Regions from separate parts of the Pan troglodytes genome. Here region 2 is linked to region 1. The links are chromatin contacts, called in public HiChIP or PLAC-seq maps. All regions are on one chromosome and are shown on one strand. The core of a region is the stretch at or near the end of the contact, and the rest is flanking DNA. Distances in the headings are between cores, read along the strand shown. Region 1 holds the start of EVL (Enah/Vasp-like). Region 2 holds the start of DEGS2 (delta 4-desaturase, sphingolipid 2).

Region 1 (3,908 bases), core at 336-2,835:
CTAGCCTGGGCAACAGAGCGAGACTCCGTCTCAAAACAAACAAACAAAAACCCAAGAGAAATGTGGGCAAGATATCTGAACAGGCACTCCAGAAAACTATACCAAATAAAAATAAAAAGATGTTCAGCCTCATCAGTCAACAGGAAACTGCAGATTAAAACCACAATGGGATATCATTTCATAATCACCAGAATGGTTAAAATTTAAGACTGACAATACCAAGTGTTGACAAGGAGGTGAAGCAACAAGAACTCTCACACATTTTTTGGTAAGAATGTCAGCTCGTAGAACCACTTTGGCAACTTGGTGTTTACTGCTAATGCTAAAGATATGCTTATCTTTTGACCTAAAAATTCTACTAGATATCTACCCAATCGAAATGAATGCACCAGGAGATACACAACAATATCCATAACAGCATTATTAATAGCCAACAAAGCTAGAAACAACTAAAATGTCTAGTAACAGTAGAATGCGTACACTGTGGTATATTCTTACAACAGAATACTATAGACCAATAAAAATGAACAAATAACGATTACAACGGAATGGATCTCGAAAACATCTTGAAAAACACCAGACACAAAAGAATACTGTATTATTTCATTGTCATAAATAATACAAAACAGGCAAAACGAAACTATAGTTACAAACTACAGTTTTTACGAGATACGTGTTCAGAAAGCAAAATTACAAATGGAAAAAAAAGTGATTACCCCAAAAAAGTCACGACAGGATCTGGAGAGAAAGGGAGGGTTTAGCGACTGGGAGAGGGCACCGGGCTTCTGGGAGAAGCAAGGTTTTATTTCTTGGCCTGATAATCAGCAGGCTCCCGAGCTGGGTGATACATCAACGAGCGGTACATTTGGGGGCCTTGCACTTTACTGGCGTGCAAGAAGAAAAAAAAGGGGGGTTGAGAATTAGGAGACGAAGGGGTTGACCGGCTCCAAGTCGAGGGGAAACTACACCTGTAAAAGCCCAAACGCGGCTCTGGGCGCTGGCAGGGGGAGGCTTCGGCAAGGCCTGGGGGCTTCAGGCCAGCCTCCTCCGGGCTGGAAGGCACCGCACAGGGGCTTCCGCCAACTTCGGTCCTCGCGCGGTCGGGACACGGCCACACCTGCCCGCGGGGGTCTGCCTCCCAGGCCGCCGCAGGCCCCCCGGAGCCTAAGAGGACCCCACAAGCAGCCAAAGCCAGCGCCGCCTGCCCCTTGCAGAACACTGCCCCCCACAAGCCCTGCAGACCCTCCCGGCTCTCCAGACGCCCCCACGACTCTCGCGAAGCCATTCCCGCGCTCTGAATGCCCCCGAATCTCTGCAGAGCCCCCGCGGTTCTCTGGACGCCCCCGCGCCCGTGGAGCCCCCCTCCCGCCCTCGGGGGCACCGCGGGCCCCCAGCCCAGCCCCTCCGACGCTGGCCGCTGCCACCTCCCACGAGGCGCCGGCCCCGACTCACCTCATTGTCGCTGCTGGGGACGGGCGCGCCGGGCCAGGGGCCACCCGGCGGCGGCGGCGGCGGCGGGGCGCGGGACGCGGGCGCTAGCGGGGGAGCCGGCCCCGGGCGCGGCGGCTCCGCGTCTGACTGGGCTGCGGGGGGCAGCGGGGGCTCATCTTCTCCGGGTGGGCGTCGGGGCCGCTAGCTGCGGGGAAGGGCCGCGGCGGCGGCGACTGACAGCTGGGCCCCGGCCCCTGCCATCTTGGCGGGCGCGTGCCCGGGCCGGCGTGTGCGCGGGCGCGTGGCTGGGGGCCGCCGCCGGGGGATGGGGGGGCGGGGGGCGAGCCGGCTGGGGTCCGGGCGGCGGGAACGCGTGCGCGTCCGCCTGAGACTCGGGGCGGCGGCCCCTGGCGAGTGCGCGGGCGGCTCCGAGTCCTCGAGGGAGAGGCGCGCGGGCGCGCGGGCTAGTCTCAGCACAGCAGCCAAGAGCTAGGGTACGCGCGTTGCTGTTCGCCCCACCGCCCTCCGAGGGGACTGCGCGCGCGTGCGCCCCTCCGCCCGCGGCCGCTGAGGTGAATGCGCGCGCGCAGCGGTCAAAGCCCGACACAAAAGGCGCGGGGCCCCACCGTCCGCGCCTCCGGGAGCGCTGAGCTTGAGGCTGCGAGGGGCGGGGCGGACGAGAGTGGCGGGGCTGAGGGGCGGGGCTTTGAGGGAAGCGCGAGGGGCGTGGCCGGGGTGGGGGCGGGGCGCCGGGCGGGCACGTGGCGCGGTGCGCTCCCTCCCGGCGCGGACGCTCCTCCAGTCCCCGCCTGACCCCAGAGCGCACAGAGGCCACCGGGGGAGCCAGGGTCCGTGCTCGATGGCCCCATGATTCCCATCACCTGGCCCTGCTGAGCACCCTGCCCGCTCGGACTCGGGGCATCCCTGATCCGAGGGCCGTCGAGGTCACCGGCGACTGATTCCCTCTCTTTGTACATAAGGAGCCGTGGCGGGGCCGGAGAGTTGCAGCTTTGGGGCGATATCAGTATTCGAAGTATCTCCCCCAGCTCAACAAGAGCCCACACGGCTCCCCAGAACCACAGCCTGTGAAAAATCACATTTACCGTACACAGCGCCAAGTAGTTCGTCCAGGTTGTCTCTGGTTTTTAAATCCCCATCTTTCCTAAAGGTTAGTGAATCTCACTGGTGGCTGGAAACCCCAGATCCTCCAGGGTCTCACTCCCCGTGTGTAAGAAGACACAGTTCCGGCCCGGCGTAGTGCCTCACGCCTGTAATCCCAGCACTTTGGGAGGCTGAGGCGGGTGGATCACCTGAGGTCAGAAGTTCGAGACCAGCCTGACCAACATGGTGAAACCCTGTCTTTACTAAATACAAAAAGTTAGCCCGGCGTGGTGGCACGCACTTTTGATCCCAGCTACTTGGGAGGCTGCAGAAGGAGAATCGCTTGAACCCAGGAGGCAGGGGTTGCGGTGAGCCGAGATCTTGCACTCCGGCCTGGGAGACAGAGTGAGACTCTGTCTCAAACAAACAAAAAAAAGAAGACAAAGTTCCTCATGCATTACCAGTATGGGCACTATTGCCTCCCTTCCCCGTGTCACAGAACGTTAATAGCTACCTTTTGAAAAACGATCTGAACAAGAGCATTTAAGGCGTTTGTCAGCGTCTGGCAGTTAGGAGGGCAATGAAGGGTCGCTATTTTCCTCCTGTCCAGGATTGAGGAGAGGCTGTGTGTGTTAAGCAGTTTTGTCCAAGATATAGTAAATGGTGGAGCCAAGTCTCAAGCAGCGTTTTTCTGACTCGGAATCCCAGTGCCCATGCGTTCTAGTTTGCTGGGGTTGAACATCAGTGTCATGGGCTGCAGTTTGGGTCTCTATGTGCTTATCTCTCTCCCTGTCTCCTTGTACCTCCCTCACCGTGTACAGGTATTTAGAGTTCCCTAGCGATTGGTTGTAGCATCTCCACTTTCCTTCCTGTATTTGTTTAAGCCCAGAGTTGTCAAACCTGAAAGGGTACCATGATCTCCTACAGCCCTGGTAGCAGCCCCTGAGGGTGGTACCCTCTCATAACCTCATTTGTCCCTCTCTTCACAAGTTCAAGAGTGGTCTCTTTGCTACAGGAGAGTCTTGTTGCATCCTAAAATTTACTAAAATGCACAAGCCTCAGGTTACCTGGAGACATTCCAGCTGTGCTATGGAAAGGCAAGGTTAACCCCTGGTCACTGCCTATCAAAGTCCTGTGCTGAGACCTTGGGATACAGGCCTGCTTGTTTGCAGCCTGGTTTATTGATGCTCTTTCAGCATGTGGCCCACTCTGATCTCCAGATCAGGTATTTTCCCTGCTGCCCTGAAGTCTGACAAGTTGTTACTATCTTGCTCCTGGAGAGGTTGTTTCTTGCAGCTGATGTTTGTTCATCAGAGGGCTTCATGAGCTGCAGGAGGAGCTGAGAGAGGACAGATTGGGACCACTCACATCCTATC
Region 2 (3,685 bases), core at 1,027-3,526, 220 kb before region 1:
AGGGTGGTCTCGAACTCCCAACCTCAGGTGATCCGCCCGCCTCGGCCTCCCAAAGTGCTGGGATTACAGGCCTGAGCCACTGCGCCCAGCATGCCCAGCTAATTTTTTTTTGTATTTTTAGTAGAGACAGGGTTTCACCATGTTGGCCAGGCTCATTTCGAACTCCTGACCTCAAGTGATCCACCCGCCTCGGCCTCCCAAAGTGCTAGGATTACAGGTGTGAGCCTGGCCTATGTGAAGGTTTATTTAAGCCCTCACCTCTCAGTGGTAGGCAGTGATTAGATAATACCTCAATGTGAAAAAATCAGTAACCATTAGTACTGTGTAAACCTGTCACTTCCATGTATGGAGGTGAGAACCTGAAGAAACATCTAGAGGAGTACAAAGTGGCTGCCTCTTTGGGGAGGACCCAGGATGGGCAAAGCAAGTCAAGGGACTGCCTTTTTTCATTGTAAGCCTTGTAGTTCTATTTGTCTGTTAAAAATATGTACCTGTTATTAATTTTATTGAAAAGAAAAGCTAAAGCAAAAAAGAAAAAAGGAAGAAAATGAAGGATCAAAGAGGTGAAGTAATTTGCCCAAGGTAACACAGGATTCAGAACTAAGTGTGTCTGAGTTCATATTTGGGATAGCCACAACCCTGCAGCCTTGGCCAGCCCTTGGCCTCATGCTGGAGTTGGGGTCTACGGGACCAGCCTCCAACCTTGAAGACAGATCACCTTCTGCTATGAGATGTTGCTGAAGTGAGAGCCTGTTGGAGACGTTCACCTGATGAGCCTTGATGAAACAGAAAGGACTTTTCACATGTCTGACCTTGCAGGCTGGTTTGTGGGGATTCAGTGTCCACCAAAGCCCCAGCCCAGTGCCAGCAAATCAGTAGAGTGTTGTCTAAGTCAGCGGCATTGTTTTGCGAGCCCATGGATGAGCTGTTCTCCAAGGTCAGCCACAAATGTGTCAGAATTCAAACCCAGGGCCTGGGGTTGAATTCAGGTCTCAGTAGCTGAAGATCCTCAGCACAAATGGTGGGGCCAGTGCTGAGAAGTACATGGAGTCTGGAAAGTAAGGCCTGGTCTTGGCAATGTGGTGGAGGTGGGGCTGGATGGACCCTGGAGAGAGCAGCATGTGAAAGGCCCAGATGCATGGCCTGGGAGCTGACATGGGGCAGTGTAGCTGGAGAATAGAGCACAGGGTGGGGGAACCAGGAGGTTGCAGCCAGAGATGGGCAGAGGTGGAAGCAGGGCTTTGAAGGGCCTTGCAGGTTGCCATTGGCCCTGATGTCAGGGTAGTAGTGAAGGCCTGTGGCCATCACAAATGCCTGTCTATGCTCACCTTTCCCCTCCGCTTGCCTTCCCACCCCCACCCCCGCCCCCGCAGGCCCTGACTCTCCCTTCCAGGGGCCTGCCCATCAGTTTTCACCAGCAGAGCTTCAGGCGCAAGGCTGCCTGGTATGAGGGTGCCCTCAGCTCCCCAGGCCTGTCCCCAAACAGTCCAGCTGGGGGACCCAGACAGTCATTCAGCCTCTAGGGGCCTCCACTGACTCCCCAGGAACAAAAGAGCCTTTGTGCCTCCCTCCCAGGGCTGCCATGGGCCTGAACATCAAGTAGCCTCTAAAGTACCTGGCAGGGGGCCTGGTACTCAGATGATGCCCAGGGATGTTACTTCCTAGCCATCGTCCCGCTCCTTGGTTTATATCAACACACAGGTATTAACGTGCCTTTTGTGAGCCACTCTCTGCTTACTGGGGAGATACAGAGATGAAAAGTCAGTGGGTGTAGGCAAGCAGATGGCAGCCCAGTGTGGGGTGGTCGGTGCCAGTAGGAGGAAGATGCACAGGGTATGAAGAAGCCCCAGAAGGCCCTTAACCCAACCCCAGCCGGGATTGCAAAGAACCGTCGGAGCAAGCGAGGGGGAGGGGAAGGGGGGAAAGGTCGTTCTGAGCAGAGGGCACAGCCTGGGTGAGTCTAGGCCGGCAAGGAGCACGTGGCAGGCCAGGGGGCCTGGCGGGAGGTCTGGCAAAGATTTGTGCCTTTATCCCCAAAAAGCCACTCCGGGGTGTAAAACACCGCCGCTAGGTGGAGAAGGGAGGCGAGAGCAGCGGCTCCAGGGCACCTGGGCGAAAGAGCGGAAGCGGCGCCGCTCAGGTCTCCGGCCCCGCCCTCTGGCCGAGGTGTCAGGCCTGACGCCCCGCCCACAGCTCGCTGAAGGGCTACGGGACGCGCGGGATGGGACTTTGCCTCCCTCGCTGGTTGGCCCGAGCCGAGGACACATGACACAGAGCGGCCAATCCCCGCGCCTCAGGGACCCATGCCCACTATTTCCGAGCCCGGCCCGCCTGATTGTCCCGCGCGGGAGCCGCAGGGATACTGGTCGGCAGGGGGCGACAAAGGGCAACTTGAGCCGCCGGGACGCGGTTGTGGAGGCCCCAGGGCTGCCGGGCAGTAGCGATTTCCGGGACGGCCGGGCGGCCAAGTTCGGTGACCTTTCTATGGCGTGTGCGGTCGCCGAGGCCGCCCCGCGTCTGACATCCCCGGGGCAGTGGGCTCTCCTCGTGTGGCCTGGCGCCTGATTGCTGGCCCACCCCACTCTGCCAGGCCTCAGTTCCTAGTCTCTGAGGGTCTGGGCTTCTGCAGGGACGTAGGAGTAACAAAATGCCCCCTCCGCCCGTGTCCCCCCATTTTTTGAGGTCTTGACCTCTACCTCCCAGAGCTCACGCTGCCTCCTCCAGGAAGCTTGTCCCGGAGCCCTGGGACGAGACTCGAGCCCCACCCCTGACCCCCGTGCTCTCGGGCCCACAAACAGGTCCCTGGGCCTTGACGCATGGTCATCTGGGGACCCCTGTCCCAGAACGCAGAGCCTGGGCAGAGCCCCCTCCCCAGCCATGGCCCCAGGTTCGTTGGGGGTCCTGAGGCTGGTAAAGGCCGCCTTTCGTCAGGCTGAGACCGTGAACTTGGCACGGGCCATCACCACCCACAGCTGACTAGGAGGAGATGCAAAGGGAGAGGCCCCTGCCGAGGCCTGAGGTCCCCGTGAGGCGCGGGGGCTGGGGAGCCGAGAAGCCGACCTTGATGGAAGGCCGACCTTGATTAATTAAGGTATCTGGCAGAAGAAATTTATTTCTTTATCTTTTTTTTTTTTTCCCCCTGACTTCTCCCACCCCGCCCTGAGCCCATCCCCATCTGGACTTAAGCCCTAGACCACTTCGGAAGTGGGTGGGTGGTGGGGGGAGGGGGGTGGTGATCATTTGCCAAGACATGTACAAAACAAAGTTTCTGGAAACAGGCTCTTCCAGAATTCAGCAGAGCCTGCTGGGAAGGCCACTCACCCCCTCGGGAACAAGGGTTTTGCCAAAAACACTGGACATGGAATTAAGCCTTACCGATTTATCTTGGTGATAGCCTCTCCCAGAGAAGGTCAGCTCTAAAAGGGAAGAAAAGTCTGTCCCCGGTTATAATTCTTTTTTTTTCTTTGAGACAGAGTCTCACTATGTTGCCCAGGCTCTAGTGCAGTGGCGCAGTCTTGGCTCACTGCAAGCTCCGCCTTCCGGGTTCAAGCGATTCTCCTGCCTCAGCCTTCCGAGTAGCTGGCATTACAGGCACCTGCCACCACGTCCAGCTAATTTTTTTGTATTTTTAGTACACACGGGGTTTCACCATGTTGGCCAGGCTGGTCTCAAACTCCTGACCTCA

The links. HiChIP or PLAC-seq counts read pairs in DNA pulled down with a chosen protein or histone mark.
Region 2: a contact with region 1 is called in an H3K4me3 HiChIP or PLAC-seq map of stem cell-derived excitatory neurons, with 2.9 times the contacts expected there. The contact joins the promoter of DEGS2 here to the promoter of EVL in region 1. A contact is called at or near these places in 1 of 7 Hi-C or Micro-C datasets (stem cell-derived neural progenitor cells) and 1 of 1 datasets of contacts at active chromatin or transcription factors (stem cell-derived excitatory neurons).

The regions. Positions count from the first base shown.
Region 1 is chr15:97,971,593-97,975,500 of NHGRI_mPanTro3-v2.0_pri, reverse strand. It overlaps EVL (Enah/Vasp-like), which reads right to left and starts at 1,585. Exons shown (of 13, transcript XM_063793869.1): 1 at 1,453-1,585. The coding sequence starts at 1,457.
Region 2 is chr15:98,192,729-98,196,413 of NHGRI_mPanTro3-v2.0_pri, reverse strand. It overlaps DEGS2 (delta 4-desaturase, sphingolipid 2), which reads left to right and starts at 2,276. Exons shown (of 6, transcript XM_063793871.1): 1 at 2,276-3,091.